Linked DNA regions of Ovis aries: region 1 is linked to region 2. A link is a contact called in public Hi-C data. All regions are on one chromosome and are shown on one strand. The core of a region is the stretch at or near the end of the contact, and the rest is flanking DNA. Distances in the headings are between cores, read along the strand shown. Region 1 holds the start of LOC101116235 (olfactory receptor 6S1). Region 2 overlaps LOC101114275 (ribonuclease 4).

What was found. A called contact is a pair of places that touch in the nucleus more often than the background predicts.
Region 1: a contact with region 2 is called in a Hi-C map of liver, with 1.9 times the contacts expected there. The contact joins the promoter of LOC101116235 here to the enhancer-like site in region 2. A contact is called at or near these places in 3 of 16 Hi-C or Micro-C datasets (blood, liver and muscle).

Annotation. Positions count from the first base shown.
Region 1 is chr7:24,747,672-24,750,596 of ARS-UI_Ramb_v3.0, reverse strand. It overlaps LOC101116235 (olfactory receptor 6S1), which reads right to left and starts at 1,452. Exons shown (of 1, transcript XM_012181063.4): 1 at 1-1,452. The coding sequence starts at 1,452. The coding sequence ends at 457.
Region 2 is chr7:24,694,882-24,697,835 of ARS-UI_Ramb_v3.0, reverse strand. The region is part of intron 1 of LOC101114275 (ribonuclease 4); the gene reads left to right. The region is part of intron 1 of LOC101114959 (angiogenin-2-like); the gene reads left to right. The region is part of intron 1 of LOC105615654 (angiogenin-1-like); the gene reads left to right. Among named protein-coding and RNA genes, the nearest start is that of TRNAP-UGG, 8.8 kb to the left of the region's middle. Within about 2 kb of position 1,300, at least 6 of the 54 cell types and tissues checked have an H3K27ac peak or open chromatin away from gene starts, as enhancers often do. A contact at or near this core is called in liver, where this site is marked.

The sequences.
Region 1 (2,925 bases), core at 203-2,702, 53 kb before region 2:
TAAATAATTTAAAGACTCTAATGAGAATTAGTTTTTAACTTTTGGTGACAATCCTACACGAACTCTTTAGGAATTGAATTAAAGCTATATATCCTCTTCCCAGACAAGCGCATATAGGCTCAGATATATACGTTTACATAATAATAGTGCTTATACACTTTCTGAAGCTCATTCTTAGATTCTCTGGTGACTATGGACCCATAGGTTAAGATTGCACAGGTTGGAGGTTCTTATAATGGTATTGAGTACGATAAATCAATAATAATGTGAATTTATATGAGATAGAATCAAGGAATTTTGCCTGAAAGAGAAGAAGGATGGATTTGATGCCTTTGTAGTTCTTTAGTGGTTCCAAAATTTGGTCGTGTGGTAATATCCATGATGAGGAGACAATGAGAAGATAACAAAGAAGGCTTGGACATAGGACATCCCTTAAGTGATGACGTCCCCTCACTTTCACCTCACTGTTTTCTTGTTGAAACTCTTAGCAAGTGAAAGATGCCACCAAAATCCTGCTATTACCTTCTTAAACACGTCCTTCAAAGCTTGTCTTACTCGCTCGTTCCGTAAGGCATAGATGAATGGGTTCAGCAGCAGTGTCACAAAGGTTGTTACCACTGTCACTGCCCAGTTGGTATCCACAGAACCACTCTGTGATGGCCGCACGTATAGGAAAATGGCACTTCCATAGAAGAGGGTCACCACCATCAAGTGGGAGGTACAGGTAGAGAAAGCCTTCTGCCGGCCTGAAACTGAGGGGATGCGCAGGACAGCCAGGACTATGTGACCATAGGGCACGGCAGTAATCATCAGTGAGGCTATGATGACAAGAGACGCTAAGACAAAGTCCGTTTCCTCCAGCTCCTTGGTGTTGGTGCATGCCAGGCGGAGCAGAGGGCCACTGTCACAGAAGAAGTGCTGCGCCACAGCATCCTGTTCACAGAAAGGAAGCAAGGCCACAGCCACTGTGGGGCCAAGCACTGCAAGGAGCCCCCCGACCCAGCAGGCCAAGGCCACTCGGAAGCACACAGCCCCGTTCACGAGCAAGGGGTATCGCAGAGGATGACAGATGGCCAGGTAGCGATCCCCTGACATGACAGCCAACAGTAGGAACTCAGAGGCCCCAAGAAAGAAGTAGAGATAGAACTGGGTAATACATGCAGCAAAGGAAATAGTGTTTTACCCTGAGAGGAAATTGCTCAGCATCTTGGGAATAATGACAGAAGTGAGCAGAATCTCTAGGCAGGACAAGTTACCTAGAAAGAAGTACATGGGAGTCTGCAGGCGAGTATCAGCTCCTATCACCCCGACGATCAACACATTACCTGTTAGAGTCAGCAGATAAACAAGAAGGAAGACGGAAAACAGTTCTGCTTTCGTGCTATTGAGATTTGGGAAACCCGCCAGGATGAACTCGGTTATACCACTGCTCTGGTTTCCACCAGGAGCCATTATCTTTCCCATCTGTGCAATAGCATGAACACAGTCCTGGTGAGGATTCTCCAAACAATCCGAAAATTTATTTTATCATGATATGGCACACGAAGCTCCACTTTCTCTAGTCACAGATCCTGTTAATACTTGAAGAACCTAAATGTCCATCAGCAGACAAATGGATAAAGAAGATGTGACTCATATATGCAATGCAATATTACTCAGTCACAAAGAAGAATGAAATAATGCCATTTGCAGCGACGCGGGTGGACCTAGAGAGTGTCATACTGGTGACGCAAACCAGAGAAAGAGAAATGTTGTATGCTATGACTTAAATGTGCATTCTAAAAAAAAAAGGGTATGATGAATGAATTTATCTATAAAACAGAACTAGAGTTACAGATGTAAAACAATAAACCTTATGGTTATGAAGGAGTAGGGGGAGGGATAAATTGGGAGATTGGGATTGACATATACACACTACTATATATAAAATAGATAACTAGTAAGGGCCTACTACATAGCACAGGGAACTCTACTCAATACTCTGTAATGGCCTAAATGGGAAAAGAATCTAAAAGGAGTGGATATATGTACACGTATAACTGATTCAGTTTGCTGTACAGCTGAAACTAACACAGCATTGTAAGTCAACTATACTCCAATAAAAATTTTTTTAAATGATTTGAAGGACCTGAGGTCCTCATCTAATTGATTTTTAGAGCTGAAGAAGATTTCCTATAAAGGGTAGCTAAAACTAAGGTGTGAAGATGACAGGAGGTTCCATCTTCACATCTACTATTCTAAGATCCCAAATGGTGATATCTCATTATTATAATAACAATATCCATTGAGCTGGACAAAAATTAAGAAAAATGATTTTGTGAAGCATGTGATTCCCATTCAACCAGAACTTAAGCCAGACTGCCTGGCTTTGAATCCCAGCATCTACACTTACTAGCAGAGTAGCCTTGGAAAAGTTACTTAACATTTCTGTGCAACTCAATTGTAAAATGCTGTAAGGAGCAAATGAATTCATAATGCAAAGAGTTGCCAGCGTTTAGCTGACAAACGATGTGATAGAGAAAGCTCTGGGCTCTAAGTTAGGGCACCAGAGTCTACGTTTGTCTTGCCACTTCCCTTGGAAGACAGTCAATTAATCCAGCCTTGTTTGTCTTTATCTGCTCAGCTGTAGAATGAGTCATAGGAATCTAGGCCATTAGTACATTTATTACACAATATTGCCTTTTCATGGAGACTTTCTCCTGCAACCCAACGGTCTAACAGAACTCAGTTTGTCACGAAGTGCTTGCCTATTTAAAGCAAGTTATATTTAAAAGGGAGAATAGGGATAAACCACACTGATTCAATCAGTCAGTTATTCGCATATTTTAATTTAGTGCCAACTTCAAGCCAAATATTCTGGGGAATGTTAAGATGAGTTTCTCAAGCTTTTTCAGTCCATAATACCAAGCTAAGTCTCTTCAAACT
Region 2 (2,954 bases), core at 51-2,550:
CATTTGAAATAAATTCCACTGCTAATTACGTGCTTGGGTCTAGAAGGATCTATGTAAATGAGTCTGACTATCCTTGACCAAACGTGAGGCTCTGTACCATTTGCCTAGGCAGATTCACTTCTGTGCCACAAACATTCTGTCTCTTATTTGTTTTTTTCCCAATTCCATTTTACATCTCGTTTCCAGAAGTTTCGAATTGCAAACATGTGAGAATTGAAAACAATGTGTGAAGTGGGGGAGCAGATGTTAGACAGAGGTGGCCATAGTGTGTTTGTTGGGGTTTCGTTTCTGGATGTCTCAGGGAGTCAAAATTACAATAAGTCTAAGCAAACTTCAGCTGAATTGTTACAGGATTAATTTTGCAAATTTTGTAAATCAGAAATAAAGATATTCCTTTACCTCCCCAGACTGGAACATGAAGGCCTTCAACCTCCCAACAAACAAGTACCTTTTTAGGGTGCCAAGCCCTGAGGTAGGGTCAGCACCTTAACTAGAGGTGAAGAGGGCTGGGCTTATACCCTGAGCCTTAAGGGAAGATACATACCAGTGAGACTGGGCTCACATCTTCCTATCATCTTTCTTTCAGCTGATGGCTGTGCCACCAACTAAATCCATACAAACTTATCTTTATAATTCCATGGTCACTGGACATTTGCTATGAAACTAGAAACATTCCCTGATGCCTTAATGAGAACCACGGAATTTCAGACTTTTACAGTGAGCAACTCTCATTTTATAGATAAGCAAATTTAGGTTTGAAGAGGAAAATGAAATCAGTCATTAAAAATATATATATATTGCGGGTGTGCTCTGAGGCATGTAGTATGATTCAAAGTGGGTAATATGCTCTCTGCCCTGTTGTAGATTATGCGCCAGTAGGAAACACTTATTCTGGAGGAGGGCATGGCAACCTACTCCAGTATTCTTGCCGAAATGATGCTGTGGACAGATGATCCTGGTGGGCTGCTGTCCATGAGGTCACAGAGAGTCGGTAACGACTGAGTGGTGATGCAAGAAACATTTATAAGTGAATAGGTAACTGTTTGCTTAAGATCCCATGAATAATGGTTTGGGAATGGCAGGCATGAAACCTGATGACAGCTGAATCTTTATTTGTGATATCCTGAGCTTTGTGACTTTTGCTTTGACACTCGTATCTAGTGAGGTGTCCTTGGTCTTAATATCTAAGGCATAGACTGTTTGGACAGAGACTGTGGCCAGGCCTGCCAGCTCACACCCTCTGCTGTGATCAGCAATATTCTCTGTACAATACTGATTCTGCCTACAGGGACCCACTGTTACCGCCAAGCAAGGGAGAAGACATTCCTATCCATCACTGCCACCTAATGACTCTTTCAGGTACTACCAGCTCAGGTTCTACTAAATTTTTGGACTCTGGGATTCTGATCTCTGTTCACAGTGAAGGATACTTCCAACCTTGACAGCCTGCCATTCTACAACTCCTTTTGACATTAAAAGGTAATATTTGTCCATTGCAGAGCAGGAGACTTAACTGATTACAATTCAAGAAAAGTGTCTTCCAAAACAGTAGAAAAAGAAAACACACCCAGGAGACTGAAACACCATGAAAAGGTAAAGAGCTTAGTGCAAGGGGGGCAGGCAGCCCAGCGGCTGTGGCGGAGGTGTGACTCTCCCAGCCGTCTACCACTTTCTTGTTAACCTCCTCAAAATACTTTTGCTGATTCTATTATAAATGATACTCTTATGTGCCTAATGGAAACCACTTCAGAGGCTATTTCTATCTTTCAGTATTGAGGAATGACCAAAGAATCTTAGGGTATAATTTGGTAATTCTTTGGTAGTATACCAAATTTGTCTATAGAAAAGATAAAACAGACAAAGGTAGATCAATGCCAGATGCTGATTAGAAAGAGAGATCATTTCGCTCAACCTTCTTATGTAGGCTCACGTGCCTTCGTATGTAACCAGCGGAACCCTGAATCCTTTTGTCTTTCTAGAGTCACAGTTGTGCTCCCAGGACTGTTTGGCATCACTACAGGTTTGGTGTTATAATTGGTGGTCTCTTTAAGGGCTATAAAAATATTTAACATGAAAATGTTTATTGATTTACACGTAAGAAAAGCACAATATAAAAATAATTCAATGTCCATGACTATACTGTTTATTTTTAAATTTAGAATTCATAAAGATTATAGTACAGTTAAAAATAAATTGAAGGTCAAATCTTTGTCCCATTTAAGAATTTCTCAGCATGTGTGATAATTGCCAAGAAATCATAGCCAATTATAAAATGAATGCGTTACTCATGGGAAAACAATTTGAAAAACAAAACTTATAAAAATCAATTTACAGTAAAAATTCCAATTTACAGCGGAAAGTTATTTTTGTTGTTGGATGTGAGGGCATTCGCATATATTTGGCGAGATGTGGAGCAGAACGATGGTGGTTTATAAAAAGGCCCTGTTTGTCACATTTTTTTTCCAAAGAACTGAAGGTAGAGCAGAAACTACCTGCTATAAACAACAAATATCTTTCAGTTCTCATGTTTCAGAAGACATAAAGTCTTGTAAGCAATTTGCGACTTCTTTTATTATATTCTATCCAGTGTTCTTGCCTGCAGAATCCCAGGGATGGTGGAGCCTGGTGGGCTGCTGTCTATGGGGTTGCACAGAGTCGGACACGACTGAAGCGACTTAGCAGCAGCAGCAGCAGCAGCATGCCTATTTAATTCTATTTTTAATTATCTGTCATTGAGTTAAAATTGTGCCCCAGAAAGAAACACAATATTTGCTCTCTGGGTATGCTGAGTGTCTGTAACACACCATTCCTAAAATGTTTGAGTTTTACAGTTTGGGTTGACTGCTCTTGAGAGGTGATAGCAGCTTTCTTCTTTTGAAGAAGATATTAAGAAATCAATAGAGGAAATTATAAAGCCTTTGATTTGATGAAGAGATCTAAGGTATTTTGTTTGC